Regions from separate parts of the Mus musculus genome. Here region 1 is linked to region 2. A link is a contact called in public HiChIP or PLAC-seq data. All regions are on one chromosome and are shown on one strand. The core of a region is the stretch at or near the end of the contact, and the rest is flanking DNA. Distances in the headings are between cores, read along the strand shown. Region 1 overlaps E130101E03Rik (RIKEN cDNA E130101E03 gene). Region 2 holds the start of Tbx20 (T-box 20).

Region 1 (4,104 bases), core at 109-2,608, 220 kb after region 2:
AGTCCTCTTCCCTTTTGCTACTACCATCCTTCACTGCTGCTAGAACCCAGATTCTACAGCTTCATGAAGTAGACCGAAGGCCAGCAGCTCTCCAGAAATGCTATAGGTCTTCAGCCCAGGCATATACTGAGGTAATGGGTTCTCAGCCTCCCCAGTACACAGCCAGCATACATAGTGTAAGCCACCTGTGGTGGTTTGAATGAGAACGGCTCCCATTGGCTCATAGATTGGAATGTGTATTTCCTAGTTGGTAAACTGCTTAGGAAGGATTAGGAGATGTGGACTTGTTAGAGGAAGTATGGCACCAGGGGTGGCTTTGAGGTTTCAGAAGCCAATGCTAGGCATAGGCTCACTTTCCCTTTATGCCTCCTCCTGCCTGAGAATCAGGATGGCGCTCTCAGATACTGCTTCAGCACCTGGCACCATGCTTCCCACAGTGATGATCATGTACTCGCCTTCTGAAACTATAAGCAAGCCCCCAATTAAATGTATGATTTACTTTGACATGATGTCCCTTCACAGCAATAGAACAATAACTAAGACACCAAGCTAACGATTCCTTCTTGAAGCATGTATTTGTTTTATAACGTCTGTTGTTCTACACAAGTCTATCACAGTGGTGGTTAATACTTAAGTGAATGAATGCATATTCATACTTAGTGCTGTCAATGACCACTGGAAACAAAACTCTGCTGCTGTAAAGCACTAGAAGTTGAGAAATGTACACTGATGATCTCTTAAAACATGGAATGCGATTTGAAGTTGACATGAAAAGATTTTCTTATTCTTTAAAGTAACATAGGAAGCCTGGTCAAACAAAGAATAAAAGAGTAAGAGAGATTCCTGTTAACCTCAGCCTTTAGTCCACTAGGAGACTCCTGGGGATTTCAAGGCAGAAAGGGCTAGACCAGCCCTAAAGCTGGCACCCCATGCACATGAGTGGACTGTGTTCCCACTAGTGTTTTCTATTGACGATAAAACTAAAATTTAAAAAGCAAAAGAAAGGCTCAGAAGCACTGCTCAGTCACAGCCTCAGCACTTTGTGCTCCCTCAAGTGACTTTCCCATGTCTTTAAACTTTCAAATTTTGGCTAAACTCAGGAGTAAAACGTGCCAGAATTCTGTGGACGAGGCATCCTTTTGTCAAGGTACTGGGAAGTCCATATAACGTGTCCGGTAAATTGGAATTGCTTTGCCAATGCTGCTGAATCAATTGATGGCTCTCAGGGAACATTCTCTCCAATTCTTTCTCTCCTCTTTCTCCCTGAACTCTCTCCCCTCCTCCAATACCCCAGCCCTCCGCATTGCCTCACTCTCCTGGAACCTCTGACTCAGCTATATAAATAACAGGAAAAGTAATTAGGAGCTGGGAGGTCAAACGCTCCACATGCCCCTTTGACAATTTGCTCTTTTCCCACCAGGGCTCGGCGTCTTGGTTTCCTTGTGGGAACAGTGTCTGTAAGTCCAAGTCATCCCGGGACTAAAAAAAATAGGACCAGAGAGACATCTGGTCCTGTGAGTGAGGAACTCTGATCAGAATGCCACTCTCGGGGGGGAGCGAGCAGTGTATGTCAGAGATGCTTGCCTTCTGCAATGCAGAGGTCACTGAAGAGCCTGAACATCCCTCCATCTTTTCAGGAATCTACCTGTGATGCTTGCCCTGCCTGGCCCAAGCAGCCTCGTGCCCTAACACTTTGAATGTGTTTAATGACTTCAAAACTCAATAAGGTCCTATGCCTGGTACTATTCCTTCATGAACTCATTTAAACACAATAATCCCACACAGAAAATGCTAGCACCACCCTCTTCCCAGATGAAGAAGTTGAGACACAGAAAGGTGGGGTGACCCTTGATTCAGCAGCCAGCAAGTGATAGGACTCTCTGTACTTCAAACCACATAACTGCTCTCAAACCCAGTCCAGTCACCTCTTCTAGAGATGTTAACCTCAAGTTAGTCCCATAGGCACTTCCATGGCCCTGGCACAACAGTGTGGGCAGCAAAGTGCAGTTCAGCTCAGATAGGCCCTCTGAGGTAGTGGTAGTATCAATTCTCAGACGTGTGTTAGTATGCCTTGTGATTGCTTAGAAAACAAAACTGGGGCTCAGAGAGGAAAATCTTTCTGAAGACTGGGATGCTTAGAGATAAGGTGATTGGAGCATGTAGTTTTCAATGAGCAGCTCAATGCAACCTACCTCAGTATCCAGTGAGTATCCAGGACATGGACATCAATCATGATGTTGCAGAATTTGAGCTTTGAAATTAAGCAGGTGTTGAAAATAGAAATGCAAAGCATATGTATCTCTGGAAAATATCACTGGCCAGTTTTCACTATTATCATGGTCTACTTGATGACACATAAAAATGGTACAAAAATACTGTGAAACTGCTACAAGAAACTGCTCTTGTCCTAAGGATGATACCGGGCACCTGCTCATGCCATGACTCTCCGGATCCATAACATCCTTGCCCCCTTTAACTTTGTCCTTGGTTCTTGTTATTATCTGTTGTGTGGTCATCTGCCCTAGCCTCTCCTTCAGCCCTTAACACGGGGTCTCAGTTCCAGTACTGATACTGTGGGTGGGAACCTCCATCCCACTACCCTCCTTTGCCTCCAACTCAGTGCCCTCACCTTTGCAAAGGTTCTCACCTTAAAGACAAGGAGAATAAAATAAATCAGTGTATTAGAGCCTACTTCGTGCATTGGTTTTGCTGATACCAAAAGCCCAGTCATTGAAAGCAGCCTTAAATTCTGGAGAAGTCTGCTTTGACTCCAGCTTAAAGACAACTACATCAAAGAGTCAGTTCTGTCTTTATGAGCTGTTACCACTTGCCAAAACAGTGGCTCACAAGTCTCCTTCAAAGATTTGATATATCTCCGAATAATAAGCCAAATAAAGCAAGATTCACATACCACCAGGATAAGCACATAGAATTCTTAGTTGCTATGAACAGTCATATTGATTCCTCTGCTCATAACTCTGAGACTTGATTGACATTCGAGACTACTGGAGAGCTGCTTGTGATCCAGCATGCCTGGGTAGGGGGCCCTGTAGAGCAATGTGGAACCTGTGAACCTGGCAACATGCAGGGTTCATCACCCCTGGAAACCCCAGGCAAGAACGAAAGTATCTCATTTTGGTCAATTCAGTTTAGTTTTGGCATCAGTCATTGACCTTCTGTCTACAAGGAATGAAAGGCCTACCCCTATGTAAATGCCAGGGGGCCATGCAGCCACAAAGGCATCTCCTGTAGGAGGACCTAATTGAGGACTGCCTGAGAGACCAAGGATTGCTGATGCAGACAATGCCAACCAGTCAGGAACTACTGTTTAGAAAAGATGCTTTCTTCGGACCAATGGGGCATGGGAGGGGGTGGTAGTAAAGGAGCTTGCAGCAGCATTCAGATGAGCTTGCTCCCAGAGTCTGTGTCTTTGATTCCATGCCATCTCACCTCCAACCTCCAAGAGCAGGTAGGGTGGGCACAGGCAACAATTTTGTTTTAAGATTTATTATTTATTTTTAAAATTATGTGCACGCTTGTCTATCTGTGGGTTTGTGCCCGTGTTAGTACAGGTACCCACTGAGTGCAGAAGAGAGTGTCAAATCATCTGGAATTACAAGCAGTTGTGAACTGCCTAACATGGATGCTGAGAACTAAATTCAAGTCCTCCACAAGATCAACACAAGCTCATAACCATTGAGCCATCTCTCCAGACCCCACATCTATTTCCTTAAACATTTGCATCTCATGTTTCATGGGTATCACTTAAAATAGTAATATCCTGGGATACCTCATTATGAGTCACATCTGTGACAATGTTTGTAGAATATTTTTTAGCAAGCACTAGAAATTACTGATTTGTTTGCCAGATGAAATAAATTAACATCATCTCTTTTTATAGTATGATGAATTCTAAATACCTTATAGCTAGGTAGTCTGTTACTTGCCAAGCTCCAAGAAATCTAATAAGATGACCGTCACACTGTAGTATGCACAGACATTGAACTATCTGGTACTGCCTACATTCATTCATGAAAGACGACCCTCCTTTCAAGAAACCCAACCTGAACACATGTCCTGTGAGGGGAGGGATTCTCCCACCTG
Region 2 (4,275 bases), core at 1,188-3,687:
AGAAAGTACCAACATCCTGAAACACTTTTGGAAGTGAATATACACCACATCTTTATAGGGAATTGGGACACCATCTAATTTTCTCTTATTTTCCAACAACTGACAGGCAAGCCCTGTAAGTGCCACCTGGCCAGAGCACCACAGAAATAGAGAAGGACAACAAGAAAGAACTGCCCAGGAGGTTACTGGAGTAGAGCTAATATACTTGAGTGACACATTGGAAATCCACCATCTGCAGACATCTTTTTCCCCAATGAAACAACCTTCTATCTCCTAAAAGAACCTTTGGGTGTTTCAGTTTCTGAGTCTTGATTTAGACATTAAGTAATTTGTTCTGTTGGGCTGGTGAGTGTAAGGGATAAGAATAAAATGGACAAGAGTTGTTCTCCAAACAGGTGACCAGACTCCTTTCAGAGACTGGAGGGGGTAACCGGGGTGAGAGCTAGGATTGGCTTAGCATTTAAAATTTGTAATTTTGATTGAAGAACATTTTTTGTTGTTGCTTTGTTTTATTCTGTTTTATTTAGAAAACTAGTTAAAGAACTGATACAGAAATGAGAGTAGTGGAGCTGGCAAGCTTCCAGACCACTGCTCACATGTTTGTCAGGAATTTTGACCTGAGATCTTCTTTTCCTACTGGGTACCAAAATGAGATGGGGGTATTAAATTCCCTAAGTACAAGGATAATGATCGGAAGCCTCAGCAGGTCCAACTTGGACAGTAGTAGCCAATGCTCTCTCTAAATAATCAGGATTTGTTGGCTTGCTCACATTGCCTTCGCAGATCTTGACTTAGGTGGAAGTTAGGAGTTCTTATTCACACTCATTTCCCTGTCTTACATCTCCTTGGTACCACTGTTGTTTTGGACTTTAGTAATCTCCTGTCACTGTGTAAACTCCTTAGTTTCCCAAGCCCCTTTCTTCTCTAGTGTTTATCTTGGATGTGAAATGTATTAGAGTTGGGAAGGGATAGCGAAAAAGAAAAAAGTGATGACTTTTTTCAACTGTCTTAACTTAGCTACTTGATTTCTGATAGTCGGCGATTAGGGTGTGCGATAATTATTACCAAGGCCCTTAGAATAGCAACTCATTTTCCCTGGGTTGTAAGGGTTTTCAGAACCCCTATCCTGAGCAGTTGCTTTTATACAACTCTCGTGTGCTCAAGACACCCTCACCGCTCATCTCTCTTTAATCTGTGCCTAGTTTCCTCTGTAAAGAAAACAGTTTTTATAGAGACAGTGTTAAATTTCGAGGAATTTGGGGAGGCCTTGCCAGTCTCAATTGAAAATCGCAAGTATAAAATGGGGGTTCCTGACCAAAAAAAAAAAAAAAAAAAAAAGCCGGCTCTTGCGTGGAAAAACCGGCCTATTTTATAGTCCTTTTCAGACATATTAAGACTGTTAATTGTGATAGAAAAATTAAACTGGCTTCTTGTGAAGTCTCAGAGTCTTTGATTCCAAGCGCAGGCTTGGGTGTTATATACCACCGTGGATCCCGAATCTTAACCCTTACTTGTCCTTGAATTTGTTTTCATTCAAACAAACAAATTTGTACAGCATTCATACTATCTAAGTGATGTCGAGATTCCAAGAAACTGGGGAAAGCGAATACAAACACAAGCCGGTAGTGAGAATTCACTACCTTTAATTGATGGTGAAGCCTCCAAAGAAAACTTGAGAGGAAAAGAAAAAAAAAAAGTCTTTCTCCCAGGACCGAATTCTGGTCCATACTCTGAGACTTAGCAGTAGATCCAGACGGTAGAAAAAGCCACCTTTGCTTCCCGCGGAGCAAACTGCCCGCACCCGGGAAACAGATTAGCAGGGCCCATACTGACTGCCTAGTACCCCGACTTACCCAGGGGTTTGATGGTGTTCTCTGCTGCCTCCTTCTCCTTGGGGCCGCCGCTGGACATAAGCGCGGCGATGGAGAAGGCATTGGCTCGAGAGGAGAGCTGGGGCTTGGGCGACGCCGTGAACTCCATGGTTCCCAGCGTGCGGTCCTGCTCAGGAACCTGGACTGACAAACCACAGTCCAGCTTCCCCAAAGGGAGACAAAGACCCGAAACTGCAGCTCAAAGTTCCAGAGAGCAAGCAAAGCGGAACTGGGGACCCCCCCGAAGCGTCCGTTCCCAGGTTTTGATGGCCTCTCCAGTCCACTAGAGCAAAGCAGGGGAGCCGCAGAGACTTCGAACCAGCAGGAAAGCAGGGTGGGGACCAGCCGGGAACTCAAAACTGTAAGCCCACTGCGCAAAACGCGGGGTCCCCAGCACCCACGCCGAGTTCTCCCTCCCTTCCCTCCTTGGGTCCGCTGAGTGGCCCAAGTCCGAGGAGGTGACGATCGGCGTGGGACTCTAGAGGGTGCGGAAACCAGGGAGTCGGATCTCCTCTCTGCAGAGCGCAGCAAGGCGCGACCTAAACTGTGCCTAGGCGCCTGCTGCCTCGCGCCTTAATTTGCTGGCGGTGGCCATCCCTGCGGGCAGCAGCCAGTCAGCGTGGTCTCACGTCACTGCTTCCAGACTGTGCGGAGTGGGGCGGGGCCGAGCGGCGCAGGGAGAGAGCGCCTAGGGCACTGCGCCCTCCTGCCTCTGCGCTCCCGGTGGAGAGCCGGAGAAGACGCACAGTGAACAGGGTGGCGGAGCTAGCCGGACCGCCTCCGCCCAGAGTCTCAGATCCCGCAGGAGGGAAGCATGCGCTGTCTAGAGAGGCACTTTCACTGCTACCCAGAAACAGGCATTTGCGTTGCTCTGGACTGAATGTCACCAAAGGAAGTCCTACTGAGTTCCGCATTTTCTACCTTTCCTACTGGAGCTCCCAAATAGTTGAGAAGGGCCCAGTAGAGCAAATTCCTCATCGCTGAGCGGCATTAACCTGGTGACGCAGCACAGTGCCTAGTGCTAGGTCCCCTACTTGACAGTCCCCAAGTTATGTCTCTTTTCACAGAGAGCTGGAGAGGCAGGGCTCTGGGAAAGAATGCTGAGCTGCAGGGTGCCTGTAGGAAGGATACTTTGTTTTGATTTTTTGTTTGTTTTTGTTGATTTTGTTTTTGGCGAACCTGGCTTTCTGCTGTGTGGTGGTTTGTTTCCCTTCTAGTCTGGGTTTTCTATTCTGGAGACTCTGAAAGTAGGGAAGTGGCCTGAAGCAAGGAGGGGGGGTCAGGACTTGGAGCTCTAAGGGGACCATGCGATGCATAGTGACTTTCTGGCTCCTCCCCCGCCCCCCCCCCACACGGAACCATCTATCTGCCTTGCAGACGCAGACTGGGCTAAGGACTTCCCACAGCCTTGTGGAGGGAGTCCTGTTGGCCTTGCTCAGTCTAAATAATTCGAATTCTCCAAATTCGCGGGGTAATCCGCTTCACTCTCAACCATGTAAACTCTAGAGGACACACACACTCAAGCTATACTTGTAAATATTTGCTCTCCTTTCCAGCCAGTTGATCTGGCGATTAGGAACCTCTTGGTAGGTCTTAAGGGGGTAGGGGAGGGGTGGGGTGAAGAACATAAAAAGAAAGACATACCCTGTCTCCCATTGCATCCTCTTCACAGCTCCCGAAACATAGTTATGGGCGAAATCGAGAGCCAGAATAACTATGAAGAACATCCCGTGTAAACAGAATGTTGGCATCTGAGGAAGTTCTGATTTAGACTGGCCTGGCCATCCTGTCTATGTTTGCTCGTTTCAGCATTTGGGTTGTAATGTGTCAATGTTGAGGGAAATTAGAAATTAGTAAAACTGCAGACTTTTCATACTAGAAGGTTTTTTTTTTTTTTCCTTGTCTGGACCAACTACTTTGAAAAGATCGAAGGTGACAAGTTGGCAGAGCAGTGTCTCTTTTTTGCAAGTCTCCCCCATCCTCCAACCATGTCCCAGTCATTCCCCTCTCCTCCCCACAGGTCAGGAATCTCTGGACTCATAAGTGTGTGCAAGTCAGTAGAGAGTATCAGATCTCCTGGAGCTGGGATTACAGGCTGTTGTGAGCCCTCTGTGTGGGTGCTAGGGAGTGAAGTCCTCCAGATCTCTAAAGAGGAGCAAATGCTTTTAGCTGCTCATCCATCTCTCCTGGCCTTAGATACAATGTCTCAATCAAGGTAGTGTTTTCTTTTTATTGTAAGGTTCCCATTGGTTTGCTTCTTGTCTGATTTTTTTAGAGTTTGTCAAGGAAGATGGATTTATTTGAAGAAGAGAGTTTTTGTTTTTGTTTTTTTAATTTGGGAGAGAGAGGTTTACTTAGACCTTGATATAATGTTTCAACTAATGTAGATTTTGTTGGTTGGATC

Evidence for each region. HiChIP or PLAC-seq counts read pairs in DNA pulled down with a chosen protein or histone mark.
Region 1: an H3K4me3 HiChIP or PLAC-seq map of neural tube shows a contact between it and region 2, with 2.6 times the contacts expected there. The contact joins the enhancer-like site here to the promoter of Tbx20 in region 2. A contact is called at or near these places in 6 of 39 promoter capture datasets (the 3T3-L1 cell line, cranial neural crest, embryonic stem cells and 2 more), 3 of 15 datasets of contacts at CTCF or cohesin (embryonic stem cells and stem cell-derived epiblast-like cells), 14 of 484 Hi-C or Micro-C datasets (embryonic stem cells and trophoblast stem cells), 16 of 115 datasets of contacts at active chromatin or transcription factors (craniofacial prominence, embryonic basal ganglia, embryonic forebrain and 8 more) and 3 of 9 other capture datasets (adipose tissue, liver and pancreatic islet).

The regions. Positions count from the first base shown.
Region 1 is chr9:24,993,298-24,997,401 of GRCm38.p6, forward strand. The region is part of intron 4 of E130101E03Rik (RIKEN cDNA E130101E03 gene); the gene reads left to right. Among named protein-coding and RNA genes, the nearest start is that of E130101E03Rik, 21 kb to the left of the region's middle. Within about 2 kb of position 1,359, at least 2 of the 459 cell types and tissues checked have an H3K27ac peak or open chromatin away from gene starts, as enhancers often do. A contact at or near this core is called in neural tube, where this site is marked.
Region 2 is chr9:24,771,866-24,776,140 of GRCm38.p6, forward strand. Tbx20 (T-box 20) reads right to left here and starts at 2,438. Exons shown (of 8, transcript NM_194263.2): 1 at 1,854-2,438. The coding sequence starts at 1,980. Gm29824 (a long non-coding RNA gene) reads left to right here and starts at 3,859. Exons shown (of 3, transcript XR_870586.1): 1 at 3,859-4,086.